3 separate regions of the Drosophila melanogaster genome follow, and regions 1 and 3 are each linked to region 2. The links are chromatin contacts, called in public Hi-C maps. All regions are on one chromosome and are shown on one strand. The core of a region is the stretch at or near the end of the contact, and the rest is flanking DNA. Distances in the headings are between cores, read along the strand shown.

What was found. A called contact is a pair of places that touch in the nucleus more often than the background predicts.
Region 1: a contact with region 2 is called in a Hi-C map of the Kc167 cell line, with 2.5 times the contacts expected there. A contact is called at or near these places in 3 of 107 Hi-C or Micro-C datasets (the Clone 8 cell line, the Kc167 cell line and wing imaginal disc).
Region 3: a contact with region 2 is called in a Hi-C map of the Kc167 cell line, with 3 times the contacts expected there. A contact is called at or near these places in 6 of 107 Hi-C or Micro-C datasets (the Clone 8 cell line, the Kc167 cell line, the S2 cell line and 1 more).

Annotation. Positions count from the first base shown.
Region 1 is chr3L:19,084,834-19,089,812 of dm6, forward strand. Mkp3 (Mitogen-activated protein kinase phosphatase 3) reads right to left here and starts at 1,593. Exons shown (of 5, transcript NM_001275103.1): 1 at 488-1,593. The coding sequence starts at 890.
Region 2 is chr3L:18,839,937-18,844,959 of dm6, forward strand. It overlaps lncRNA:CR32027 (long non-coding RNA:CR32027), which reads left to right and starts at 1,643. Exons shown (of 3, transcript NR_048296.1): 1 at 1,643-2,212; 2 at 2,278-2,330; 3 at 2,410-2,850. All of the region lies in intron 1 of Indy (I'm not dead yet), which reads right to left.
Region 3 is chr3L:18,996,990-19,001,793 of dm6, forward strand. It overlaps CG18135, which reads right to left and starts at 1,294. Exons shown (of 2, transcript NM_176346.2): 1 at 1,012-1,294. The coding sequence starts at 1,023. CG3808 reads right to left here and starts at 3,619. Exons shown (of 4, transcript NM_140826.2): 1 at 3,310-3,619; 2 at 1,957-3,253; 3 at 1,519-1,862; 4 at 886-1,456. The coding sequence starts at 3,531. The coding sequence ends at 1,534. SmydA-2 (SET and MYND domain containing, arthropod-specific, member 2) reads right to left here. Exons shown (of 3, transcript NM_140827.3): 2 at 4,460-4,721; 3 at 3,996-4,403. The coding sequence ends at 4,093.

The sequences.
Region 1 (4,979 bases), core at 343-2,842, 240 kb after region 2:
TATGGGCGGTGTTGGGAAGTATCAGGCATTTAAAGAATCCGATAGCACAGCTATGATCAACAAATGGAGAGTTCCGTTCTCGATACAGGTGCGTAGTAAACTAACAAAAAATTCCATTCGTAATATTGATTCATTGCATTCCAAGAATATCACAATGTAAATCTTAATATTACTACTTTAGTTATTACATTCTAATCAAACGAGATTAAGGGGGGAAATTTTGGATGAAATTTTTCGGTTTTCTACTATGTTTATAATGATTTACTTAGTCATTTCTATTACTGAAGCTTTAATATTTCAAATATGTACATATTCTATGAAATCAACATGGATAGTATTCATATTTATAAGATTAATTACGTGAGTTTAAATGTGGGAATTGAGAGGTATATATAAACCTTAGTTGGTTTTAGTAACTCCCGCACTTGTATTATGATATTGTAGTTCTATTTTTTGGGGCACCCAAAGTATTGAACTTATGACTCACCTTGTAAAGCAACTACGCGGCAGCCGTCCTGCTTGAGGCGACGGTGCAGGATGCTGATGATGGAGTCCATGGCGACGGCCAGGGATCCGGCTCCGGCGATCTCCTGATTCTGGCCGGGCACGCCTTCGCCGTTGTAGAGGATGAACCAGCATAGCTTGTAGCCCGACTGGATGCGTTGCTTCAGCTCGGGCGACTTGATCGTGGAGGCCAGATCGATTTTGCCAACCGCCAGACGACGGAGGACGATGCTGGGTATGCATAGGTTGACGGCTCCGCGGATGTGCGACTCACTGTACTCGTGCGAGCCGCGGCAGTCCAACAGGATCAGGTCCTTGGAGTCCAGGGATCGCAACTGGGACTGCAGCCACTCCTTGCTGCAGGTCTCGTGCTCCGTTTCTGGCATTTTGAAGAGCTCCCAAAAAATCACTCAAAGACTGGAAGAATTCGAAGCACTGCCACTATTTTTCCCGTTTAGCTCTGTTCTCTGCTTCACTCGTTTTTTATGTTATTCTTTTTTCTTTTGGTTACAACAAAGTTTACATCATCTTTCTTCTTCTGCTTCGCGCTGGTTCTCTTCTTCTTTCTTGGCCGTGCAATGGTATTTGTTGCTGTTACACACACACACACTCCCGCGCAGATGAAAATCTTGGAAATCAAAAAGGAATTTTTGTTTTTATCTCGTTTGGGGAAATCTGTAACTTGCACTGTTTTGTTTTTTTTGTTTCTTGGCTTTCCGATTTCCTCGCTTGCCGATTTATGTTTCTTTGCACACCGAAATTCGTTGCTTTTTGCTTTTTGTTGTATGTACACACGCACACAAGAGCGCGCCAAATCACAACCGTGTGTATGTTTCGCGTGTGTGTGAGTGGTTTTGTATTTTTTAGGTGTGCTTCGCTAAAACAACAACAACAGTTCGGAATCGAATGAAAAAACGTGCGGTGAACCTGTCATCGAGTAACTAAAACATCCAAAAACCGTTGAATATTTCCCAAACAAATAGGTAATTACTTCTATCAAATATCCATATTTTGAGTTGATGTTTTTTTCGAATGGAAAGCGAGCACACACAAGCAGCGCGGGTAAAAGATAATCGGGCAATAACAAAATAAGCGCGTCGTGGGTTGCTTAAATAGCCTCGTTGCTCTCCAAAAATACGAACACAGTTGCACTTGCTCTCCGACTCTCCAATTCTCTCCGTCGGAATTCGAAGAGCGAAACCCAATAACAATATTGTATTTGTTAGGCGCAGTATTAAGAAATAACTTATAAAATATTGAATCTTTTTGCCTTCTCGTTTAAAAAAATACATTTGGGAATTACTATTTCGAAACAAACAGTCCGTTACACGCAATGAAAGGAAGAACGCACCCGCGCACACAGGTACGCGAACCGGAGAGAAGAGCAACTCTCCAAAAGGTGAGCAAGAGCCAGTGCACAGGCACAGACCCACTTGGAAATTTGCTCGGTTAAAAAAGGAGAAAAAATGGGGAAAAAAGTAAATACAAAGAGAGTTCCTGAATAAAATTTAGATAAAGTAAAGACTTTGTTTTAATTCTATAAATTACATAAAATTTTTTAAATATATTAAATAATCATATTTTCCCGTATGTTAAATAATTATTTCATAACTGGGTTCGTATTTCAAATTTCCCACCTGCCTTTCTCTCCCGCACTCTTTTGGCACTTTGACTATTTCTCCACGCTGCATACGCTCCCAAAGTTTTGTGTAAAGTTCATTGATATTTTTGTGCTGTGGTATGCGTGTGGCAAGTAAAATGCGTGTGTTCGTGTTGATTCATTGAATTCGCCATCCAAACTAGCTCTCTCTCACTCTCCCACTACTCCCACCACCACCCACCTTACCCTTCGCGATGGAACCTACTTTATTGTTACTCTCTTTTTGCGAGAGCGCGGTTAACATTTCACTTCACTAGAGTGCAAAAGTTAATGGACCACTAATTTAGACAGATAAGAAATTACGGAGCCCAGAAGAATCGGAATCATCAATGGAGTCGCTGTCTACTCTCTAACGAAAGCTCCTGCGCAAATGCTCCTCCAAGAGCCAGTTATATTGGAGACTCGATGAAATGTTTAATTTTATAACCATGACCCTGATATTTACACCCAAAAAGAAGAGACTCACACAAGGATATACGTGTGTACCCATACAGAAATCGCATGGAAGGACAATTTCAAGGATATGCGGCGCGTGCAAAAATTTCTCCACAAACAACAAACTTCCTGCTGCGCCTGCGTTGCACTAGCTTTACATAAAACGCACACCCATACACACCATATACCGTTAGGTAAGGCCCATCACAACGTGCTACTATATACAGATGTACGAACGAACGACTTTCGAGCACAATTTTCATGAATGAAAGTCCCACGCAGCAGCGAAAACCGTTGGAGCAATAAAGAAAGCCAAGCAGACAGAGAGGGAGACAGTCGGCGAGGGAAAGAAACGGCCATACGAAATCCATGCTCAGCCCACGCATTTCTCGCTGCTCACTTTCGTCTTGGCACGCGGCTCCTGAGATTCCAAGGGCGTTATTCCCCAGGACTTTACTCTGCTTTCGGCCCTGGCGCGTGGGAGGCCAGCCGGAATGTTGCAAGGGAGTGCACAGGGAAAAATTGAGCGGCTCTTTAATAAATTACATTTTCTTTCAGCAGTCTCAATACAAAGAAAACATGCGTACTTCAAAAGGATTTCTTTAATAATAAAAACACACACAAAAAATATATATATATATTTATATATAATACTAAGAAATATTTGTTATAATATGAAATCATTTAAGCATTTATTTATTTACGCTTCAGTAAACACAAAAGTGTAAACACACATATTACCATTAATTTTTGTATTCATCGAAAGTTGTACATAATTACTGTCAGTGTATCACTCAAGTATGAAGAAATTAGAAGTAAGCACCTGGATAGCTGTTTCAAAAGGCTGCTCAATTGCGCCTTCCAAGTGTCTTTGGTGGGCTGACCTTGGCGATACATATATGTATTTCTGACAGTGTAGAAGCCAAGGTCGGTCGTCCTCCGGGCTCCATTCTTCGATGACACAAGTTCAAAGTCTGCTCGCAGCCAAAATGGAATACCCAACCCACTTGTATAGCTCAATGAATCACTTTGGGGCATTATCTGTGTTTTAGCAGGAAACTGATGTCGAAAGTGAAGAATTCAATTAAATTTCTGCACCTCACGATTGTCAATCTAAATTGCGCAAGCTACGGCCTTTACCTTGATTATCAGACCCCACGTATAATCAATATGAAGATGATGACGCTTTCCCGAGTGTTTTTATATGGTGCGTGTATAGATCAGTCATAGCCATATCGGCTTGAATGAGTGAAAAGTTCTGAGAAATGGGGGAAATATGGATCATCGTGATTCGCAATGTGCGATACTACTTATATGAGCTTTGCAGGGTTTTATTCATTATCTGGTGTTATTTTTCCACTCATTGTTATCAAGAAAGACCATTAACTGCGTATACTTTCTAACAGATATTTCCCAGCAAGTTATTAGTTATCGCTGTGCTGAAACCTTTTCATAGTTACAAAACTCATATGAGTATAGGATAATTATTGCTACGAGATGAATATTGCCTTCTAATAATTTGGACGTTTATTAACTAGCTGAAGCAATATAATTATTTCTTAAATGCAGTTAGTTAGCTCAACGGCATTCTCCCACACTAGTTTTGCATTCTGCTTTACTGACCTAAAACAACTGGAATGGGATTAAGAATTGGCGCGTCCGCTTATCTGCCATTCATGTTTCCGTTTCGCCCGTTCTGAAATGTGTGTACTCACACTCGCATTCACACTCGCAATTGGGTTCTCGAATCCAGCCCACATCCATATATCCATGTCCAGCCCCCAGAGTTCCGTTCCGCGAGATCTCTGTGAATCACTCGCCCATATGAACAGCGGATGTCGGTGGGCGCCACGGGTCTCTAGAATCAACAATGGTCGATCAACAATCGTCGATCAATGTGCGTTTGACGTTTGACCAGAGCGAAGAGGCTGAAGTATCTCACAGATTCTCAATATCTCAATATATACATATGTTCCCAATCTCCATGATTCTGGGCACTCCGATGACGTCGTTCCAGACAAGTGTTGGTTCAAATTGGTAGCCAAAAACGGTGATAAAAAATTAAATTATCATTTAATAATAGCTTTGATTAAAACAGACATTAATAAATGAACACGAATTTAACAAGTTATGACAAAATATAAATATAAGTTAACATTTCTGCAACAATGCAATTAAAGTTTTTCGTTTTACAATACTATTTGATAATTATAATTATATATCAAATAGCATGCATAGATTGACAAGAAATCCAAGATTCATCCCATATACGAACTGATATCCCTCCTCATCTGAAGATAAGTAATTCGTCATTGTAGAATGTGAATCCTCTTGGGAAGTATCTGTTTCCAGTGCTAAAAAATGTCTAAAAAATCAGATC
Region 2 (5,023 bases), core at 393-2,892:
GCCAGTGCTCAGCGGAAAAGTAAATATTGGTATGAAATGCATTTTAGAGAGAGAGTCCATCTTTGGTGCAATGTTGTCATTGTAAAGAGCCTCCCTACTCCCAAGAGATTCTTGGTAGCGGTTCTTTGTGCCTAGACCTTCACACTGGCACTCGGTCAACGGTTTCTGTTCCTGTTTCTTCTGGGGTTCTTCTGCTATGTTTTGCTCTTTTTGTTGTTGTGAAAATGCAAACGTCACGAGTTCGAGTTCACTTCCTAACCAAAATTTTTAAATAAACACAAAAAGCAAAGCGGTATTTTTATCGCACGATGTGTGAAACGAGAAGGGACGACGACGCACATGGCGATTGTTTGTTGGTATCCGTTTGTCTGGCTTTAACAGGAATATCGGAGCTATGTATCTCCGCTTCCCAGTTGATAACAAGTACTCTATTTACTTTTCGAAACTAGCGGCAGGAGGAGGCTTGGATTCCTCTTTAGGTTGTAGTTATATCCTTATCGGGACTCCGATCTCGAAAGCAGCAGGAGAGCAAGCACGCCCGGTTCGTCCGATTCGGAAACGGTGAAATGCGCGACTGAATTTACTTGGCGATAGCTCTGCCGCTTCAACCGCCCGCGTTCTGTGTGTTGGTGTGCCGCGACGTAGGTGTAGGGTCCGCTGCACACGTGTGTGTGGGAGCGCGCGAGAGCGGGAGAAGAGCAGAACGTTTTTGGGCGGCTAGTGGTGGCACCGTGAGCATGCCGGTCGTCGTAAGATAGGCTTAGGAACACTCAGAAAAATTTGTTTAGCTCAGCATTTTCCTATTATTGAAATCATTTATTTTATGGTCTATGGGGGTTTCTTTCGTAGTTATTGATAGATCAGCGATTTAAGCTACGCTTAAAGGGTAATTTGAGAGATATCTTTGTCATTTTAAAGTTAAGTCTCAGCTTATCCAAAAGTCAGTTATTGGAAAAAAGAAGCCAGCTTTTCAGCAGAGTTCGGCTTAAGCGCTTATTATCATATTAACCAGCTTAATTAATGTAGCTTTTAAATTGTTATATGCATTAAATCACTAATTAAGGTGATTACCATTTGTACGTTTTAAATTAAAGTAGTTTGATTTTCACTAATACAGGCTCTAAGCTGATCCAAATCTACAAGCTTAGTTTTTGAATAGTCTTCACATGTTGACTTTTATTCTCTTATATATATATAGACTTTCTAATGCATTACCCGTGTGATGATTAGTCAGGAGTCCACAGCGTCACATCGTTGACCAATAAAGTCAAATATATCGGGTAAATGGGTAATCAATGGAAAACCCAGATCTAAGTTGGGTCCAGTTATGTTATGGTTTTACGTTCTCTTTTTAATTTCTCTCTCAGAAATATTCCAATATTCCAATTGGAAGTCGCGCAAAAATTGGAATGAAAACGAGTGCGAAAAAGCAAGACAAAAAAATAGCTGTCGATGTTTCAAAACGCAACACTGTGCCCTGTTATTAAATCGCTCCACACACCTACACATTTACATTTATTTGTGCATGTTGTTTGTTGTTGTTACATACATTACTTACAAACACAAATAGAAACACATGGACACAAAGCAGAACGTCCATTCAACGAAAATTGCGTTCTTATGCTGTTCCGAATCTGGTAACACTTTCTTATTAGCGCTAAAATATTCCGCGACTGGGATAATTCAATTTCAATTGTAACAAATTTACGCCTCTTGGCCAATTATATACAGGACGGGCAGTTTGAAGAGCCAGACCCTGAGTCGAGCCATATTGGGTCAAAGAGTTGGCGGACAGCGCTTAGATATACGCGTCCACAACACCAACACCGACGACTCCGATCAACAGCGCCACCCCCACAAACCCGTGGTCACCAATTGGAACTCCACTGCCACTGCCGCCGAGCCCTGGTCCTGATCGTTCACTGTTAAGTCCCGCCAACAGCAGCTACCTGTCCACATCCACATCACCACACCCGCCACCGGACTACGACGACATCTTCGTTGGGTAATAAGGACTCGGATCTGGACTCCAGACCCACGATACGGATGGTGGAACCGTTATATCGGCTTGGTCGTAAAGGAGGAGCAGGCACCAGTGCAGGAAGTGCACCTTGATGTTAAGGTCCATTAACCAAGCAAACATCACCATGCTGAAGTGCGCTGTTTCGAAGTGGCAGCCGATTTGATGACTAAGATTCATCCCAATTAAACGGTAAGTATTTGCAATTTGTTTTTATTTCTTAAAGAAATTTCTATTAACACACTATCACTTTTCAGACCTATTAAACTCAACTGTGGTGCACGGAACTTAAAAAATCTTAAGGAATATGGTAATTAACATTGGCTTGGTGTAATCAATTAAGTGCAGCTGGTTATTTCAATTGAGCACTTTCTTTTTCCATTTTCGAGAGGAGACGGTGTACCGTGAAAACGGGAACTGCTGTGCCATTTAGACCAAACTGGCAACCTGTTACATATTTCAGCCACGTTAGCCAGGCGACACCTGAAGGTAATAACGGCAGGCCACCTGTTGCTGATCACAAAGACTACAGGAATTTGAAATTACTGACACAGTACCCAATACTATGCCCTTATTTATTCTTAGAACATATGTACATAAATACATTAATCGGCATTTAATGGTATCATCAGTGTTTAAGTCCATGTTTTTGTTGATCTATTACATATGTATTTCTTTAATGACATAAAGAAAAAGCTAAACAATTAGAAACTAAGCCAGAAAGTAGTTGTACAATAGTTAATTAAGGATCGTACCTTATGTTCAGACATACTTTACTTTAATGAAATTTAATCATTCATTTTCCATATAAGTATAATGACTTAAGCATCAGGAATATCTTCTTCACCGTTTACGCTTTAATGAGTTAAGGCCCATGTAAGCTGGGTAATTGAAGTGAAACTTTCTCGATGGCGAGGGACATGCACTCGCTGGGTGAAAGTGGGCATGAGGTCCAGAATCCACTGGAACCACTCGACAAGTCGTCAAGTCAATCTCGGCGTGAAACTCGTTTGCCTGTTCAAGTTTTAGTTGCTTACATCAAGTGCAAAAGATATGAATGTGACAAGTGGTTGCCACTGTCATCGTCATCGATTGCTGGCATGGAATGGACTTGAAGCTTTTCCTGTGCATGCCGCGTGTAAATGTTCTATCATCTGCATTTGGCATGCTCCACATATGGGTTTTCCACTAAAAACTGATAAAAATAAGCGTGGCCTGTTAAGATAGTGGTTGAGATACTTAGACGTTCTTTAATCATCGCGGGTGGTGAAATAAATTCTATTTTTAGAATTCCAACTTCAAATTCAAATAGGTGTTGTCAAGGACTGAACATGCAATGTACTAGGAAAATAGATTGTTACGAAAGTAACACTGACTAAAAAAAATATATAATATTTCGCTTAGATACAATTATAACAGAATTAGAGAAAAAAACAGTTTTACCACGGCGGATTTGTAGGCTTCTATGACATAGAAATAATTGCAGACCAACACACTTTGTAAAAATCAATACGAACAAATTTCAAAGTCGCATAGGAAATGGCCATAAATTGTTGATTGGATCGATTCAATTGAGAACGAGGACGATTCGGTTAGGGAACCTACGTGCATCGAACATTCGGGAATCAATACGACAACTTTAAGAAACTTGCCAGAACAAATTTCACTCATATTAAATTTCGCCAGAGAGGAGATAATTGTATCAGATTTATTTCAGAGGCGCCGTGCTTGACAACACATTATTTTCTTTGATCTTGCTGTTTAAGCAAGAAAATGCTATATGAATCATAAATGTATCTTATGTGTGTAGAAACATATGTGGAAAGTTTTTTTTTCGCAGCAAGTTGATCAAGTGAGATCATTTTATTGCATTGAGCTGTAATTTAATTGAACCGAACGGAAGGCGACAATGAAATGCAACGAATAAATTAGTGTACACGAAGTTAAGTAAAATATATGTACATATGTATGTAGAAGAAACCGACCCACTAAATGTGTGCTAACAACATACATACTTAAATCGTAAGAAATGTACTGCAAATAAGGTAAATACCCTTTATTATTGGTAAGCAGTGTTCTTGAACAACTCGCACTACATTTTATTGAAACAGTTGTTAGTTATTTGTAATTACTGGCAATTAACTTACAAAAGGGCTAAGTTATTCAAGTGCTTTGTTGTGAAAATTCCCTACCTGCTATTATTAAGACCATCGTAAGAATTCAGGATTTCAAGCCGTTTCCAATCGACTTCGATCAGCAATTTGTTGGCCACTCAAACGAGAAGCGTGCAAGTTGAAGTTGAAACATTAAACAGATCTTCTCTAGAGGCTCTCACTTAGGAAACCCCCTGTGCTCGAAAAGCAAAACCAGTTTAGCACCGGTCAATAAATTTCAGCTCAAGATTTTTGCAACTTGTTTTTTTGTTCGCCAAACAAAACAAACCGAAAACCAAGGCTCAGAGATTGAGTTTGACCCACATTTAATCACTTTGAAACACAATTAAATAAATAATATAGAATAGTCGGAATATCAAATAAGAATCATATTCATTGGTCCCATTAGGTAATGCCGCAAAATAAATCCCCATGCTAAGTTCAGACACATTTTGCGCGTATTATACGAAAGAATATATCGAAATAAACATTTCAGATCTGCGTCTGCAATTGTTTTTCCTTTTGCGTCATTCCATGTCACGTGTGGGGGCGGGGCCCACAAAAAAAGATGTATTTTCTTCAAGGTAATATGGAGATTATAAGCCAAAATGTGAGTAAACATTTGTTCGAGAGCCAAAGTGCTAGGCGATTCTAAAAATATACGTAAAGTACTTTGAATTCTAATGCAGACATTCATCTGCTTTTGGAATTTGAACTTCAAATGCATAGTACTCAAATGATCGTTGGACTCTCTGTTTTGAAAAATGGGGTGACATTTGTGAAACAAAACGCATAATGAATTTATCAGCTTTATCTAGTTCCATTTCATTCATTACTGAAACAGGGTTTT
Region 3 (4,804 bases), core at 44-2,543, 160 kb after region 2:
GCTCTCCGGTCAAGGTCTTGGGCTCCCTGTTCCGATCGTAATCGCATATTTTGGGTGTTGCTAGTTGTTGCTATATCTTGGCTTACACGAGGCCATAAATATAGCCGAATGAATAAACAAATTCAGCCGCATTTTATTCACTTTCCTGCCAATTTCTCCTTTTCTCTTGATTTATAATAGTTGCGGCGCACAATGTTTTCATATTTATTTATGTTGCTATATTTTGTACAATCAATTTGCCGAGTAGCCGAATCGCCCCACTGGCTCCAAAGTCCAATTTATTTGTTTTTCTTGTTTATTTCGTTAATGTTTACGAAAGCTTATTTTGGCTTTCCACTATAGTTATATGTATGTTTATGTGTGTGTACGTGTGCTATTAACACACCCCCTTCTAGGAAGTCGAGTCGCATAAAAATTCAGGGCTGTCGCGTCCCGATTTGTTTTTCTACATAGTATATTCAACATGATATCGGTCACGTTTGCTTGTTGTTCTCTTTTTCAAAACAATAATATTTTTTTGTTTTATTCTATAAGACTTTGCTTACGGCTACATCTGTTGTTTACATCATCCAACCACTTCTCGTTAAGAACATGTAATCGGAAAGGCGAAATAAGCGAATGCGATTGTTTACCTTAGATAAGATTTATATAAACACATTTTATTGAGCAATATCCGTGCGATCAGCCCCATACGTATTAACTATTAAGTTGGCCAATTTCATTACGGCACATCTCTGGCCTTAACTAGTTAATTGCACTTCTACGACTTTTTAAATATTCAACTTTATAAAAAAAAACAGCCATAACTCAAATTGCCTTAGTAAATTAATAAAACTTATCTTTAGACAAACAACGAAACAACTGAATTCGCGTCATACGCATGAAGTCATTTTCGAATCTTTTAATATGGTTGATAGATCAATATCAACGTCAACATCTTTTAAATACTACCCTTTCTACTTTTAACAATAGAACATATGTTTAGACTATGAAATAATCGTTAACTGGTACCTGGTCGGACATGATCAATGATCGTTGTCAGGGTCGTTGTTCATCAATTTGCCCTTGAGGGGGCGTTGGACTTGTAGCACCTCTCAGCTGTTTTTTCACGCGGTTTCTACACCTTTATGAGAACTTTATGAGCACCACACTTCCACCGGAGCAGCGATTCTTATCACGCACACAGGGGCCTCCAGAGGCCTGAATAACACTGATGGGGATGTCGGACTATGTCGAGTTGAACAGGGCTTTAAACTTAGTCTTTTGCTAAATAGGAAGTCGCTTCTGTCACTTTTTCCACTTCCTCCCCGTCGCACAGCGTAAATACAATTAAATCAATTTAAAACAATAAAAGTCGTAGAGCAGTCGCCACAAAGAGAGACAATGATAGAGGGCAGCATCGCGGCAGATAGGAGGTACTGAGACATATTGGGTGTCTCAGCGAATCGCAACTGACCTAAAAGATTATAGAAAGAGATTAAGCAAATGTGCAAGAGATTGCAGCGAAGTGAACTGTACCCGGCAACAAACACGTCACGTTACGGATGTGGTGTTCTCCTCGCTAACAGCTTCTTCGGTTGCCTCAGACTTTGACTGTGCAGCTCCCTCCGCTGGCGATGACTTCTCATCCGCCTTTGTTTTAGGTTCACGCTCGAACAGAATGACCAGCTCGGTGTGCATGGTGTGGGGAAACATGTCAACGGCCACAGCGGACTTTGGGTAGAATGGCTCCCCCTTGTATTGCTTAGACTCCGGTCTGGCCAGCTCGATGAAATTCCGCTTAGCACTGTGCGGATTGCAGGAGACGTAGACCAGACGATTGATGGCATCGGCTGATCGAATTGCGGCTATCGAGCGGTGGTCTGAAAAAAACAAATAAGAAATTTGGAAAGGTATAGCGCTTTGAACCTTAAAATAATTCAGCAAATTTATAATATTTAAGCAACGTAAACTTACGCAGTCCAGCCCTGGGGGGATCCACCACGGCAATAAGATCCAATGGTTTACCCGGCTCCTGATCGTAGAGAGCTTCGCGCACCATACTCTTGATGAAATCATCTGCATTTCCTGTAAAGAACTTTGCATTTTTAATGCCATTCGCTTCCGCATTAAACTCGGCATCCTTAATCGCATCAGGGACGATCTCCACGCCCATCACTTTCTTGCAGTGCTTGGCGAACGCAAGGGTAATGGTGCCAGTACCACAGCAAATATCCAACATAGTTGTGTCCTTAGTAGGAGCAACTAGATCAATGGCCTTTTGATACAACACGTTGGCTCCTTCTGTGTTGATTTGGAAAAAGGCCAGTGGGCTGATTCGAAACTGGAGACCCTGTATGGTATCGGTGATGTGGGTGCTGCCCGAAATGTGTTCCACCGGATTAATCGTCTGACCTGCTTCCCGATGCTTGACATCTTGGTAATACAGAGAGCTGCATTTGTACGGAGCATCATTTGCCAGATCTTCGTAGAAGGACTTCAGTTCTTGCTTAAGTTCAACTTGTTCGTCTTCACTTAAGTTCGAGGAGTATATGCCCGCCACCAGCATTAGTTCACCTGTGGCACTGGAGCACCGCACCATTAGCTGCCGGAAGTGGCCAATATTTCCGTCCGGATTGAAGGGCAAGAACTTGGACTTCCTCACCAAGTCCTGGAAACTGCGAGCAGCCCACTTGGCCTGCTCCGGTAGATGTGGCAAGTCTGCGACCTCGGCTACTTCCACAGATCCATCGCTGTAGCAGCCCAATCTGAAGCCCACAACCACTTCGCCTACGGAGTTCTTTCCCACGGTGAACTCGTTTTTATTTCTATACCCATTAACGGTGGGTGAGGGAAGCACCTCGTGGAATTGGAACTTATCCAAGTGGGGCTTTGCCCGCGGATTGACCTTCCGAAGTTCCTGGGTGTATTTCGCCAGAAGTGCCGACATTTCCTCGGATTTTTGTTTAATCTGCTGGTCGTAGGCAATGTGCGACAGAGGACACGTGGCTTCCACCGCCGTACGTTGTTTCTTGGGCTTTCTCTCCGACTCCTGTTCCTCGGCAGCTCGCTTTTTCTGTAGAGGATCGGCCGAGGCCTTGGCAACATGAGCCTTCAACACCTTTCCCTTCCATTTGTATCCATTCAGGATCTCCAAGGCCCTTTGTTGATCCTCCTGACTGCGGAAGCACACAAAGGCGAACTCTTTTCGAGTTGGAGCCTTGATTTTGGTCACGTCAAATTTGAGGGTGTTTCTCAAAAGCTTCTTAAACTCCTGCAAAGTTATAATGTTGTTATATTCATATAAAGGCTTAGATTTCAACTACCTACCCCAATACCGAAATATCCCATGTTCTTCACTTCAACTTTGAATATTTCCGAAGTGAATTCATTTCGCTCCAAGTAAGCATATTCCTCGCCGGCTTTTCCGGCTTCATCCTCACCATTTGCCAGCGTGGTTTCATCAGCTTTCACTACATTTTCCGAAATCTCTTCGGTCTCTATGCTATTAACCACTCCGTCAGCTGGTATTTCCGCATTGAAACACTCCATTTGCTTAAAAGAAGCCGATTTATTAAGGAAAATGAAATATAAACAGAAAGAAAACACGTGAAGATGCAACAGTGTGACCGTCCAGTCTAAAATGTATATAAACACCAGCGGCTATGCCGGTGGTGGGTGTCTTCGCTAAATAATATCAACATTTTCTAAAATACATAAAACTCTTCTACAGGCTCTCAAAAGATAACGGATACATAACACACTTGGCGCCAAATTCGAAACATCATAAGAAAGGCAAGAGTCGAAATCTAGGTTATTATAGCAAGGTCAATAAGGCAGTGTATTTCTGCGTAAGGAAGTAAGATCTAGTTGACACATTGGTTGTTTATCAGATCCATCCAAATGATGGGAAATTAAATATGGAATAAGTTTGCATTCCGATTCATGACGAACGGCCAAAAAAATTAACGTTCCTGAAAATCTGCAAGCCAAATAAAATAACCCATTTTTGTTTTGGTTTGCATACTTTGGCAGCTTTATTCTTAAATTGATTAGTTATCCAACTAAAGGGTATATGATAATCGAGCATACCGACACTAGCGTTCCTTCTGCTTAATTCTCAACTGGTTCAAAGCGCTCAAGCGCAGAACTCAAAATGACTTGTCGTTCCAACAACAATTGTTGCATTTCCGGCTCGTGCTTCATGATGTTTCGAATTTCTCTGAGCATTTCCGCCGCGTTTCTCAGCTTCTCCTCGCAATCCAATGGGTCTTTCGAGCGCAGAGCCTGCGTCACTAAAGCTTCCTCCATGTCTATGAGCAGATTGCCCCGGAATATGCTCCAACCGCCATCGAAAATGTCGGCCAGTTTAAGGAGTTCCTCACATAGTTGCAGTTTTCTGTTCAGCGATTCTCCAGAAAGTTCTGAAACAAAGAGTTTCTTACAAAAATGCATAATTAAAATTAAATATTTTTATTACCCTCCATTGCGAATCCCGGAGCACTTCCGTATAGTTGAGTGAGAGCATATTTGGCCTGCAAAATGTGGGTATTGGTCTCATGGAGATCAGCACGATGGCGATAAATGAATTCCTCGAGAGCAACGGGAGTCGTTTTGTCCAATGACTCCAATTCTTGCTGAAGCTCCGCATCTGAGGTAACCACATCCTTCGCCGATCTTTTAAAATTGCACAACTGACACTTCCAGGGCGCAGAGTTTAGAAGGGGATTCAGTGATATAATCTACAAGAGGGCAGGAAATTGTTATATAAAGAACTATAATCGAATATGTATGTAACAGGCATAAGGGAGCGTTTCAGAGCCTT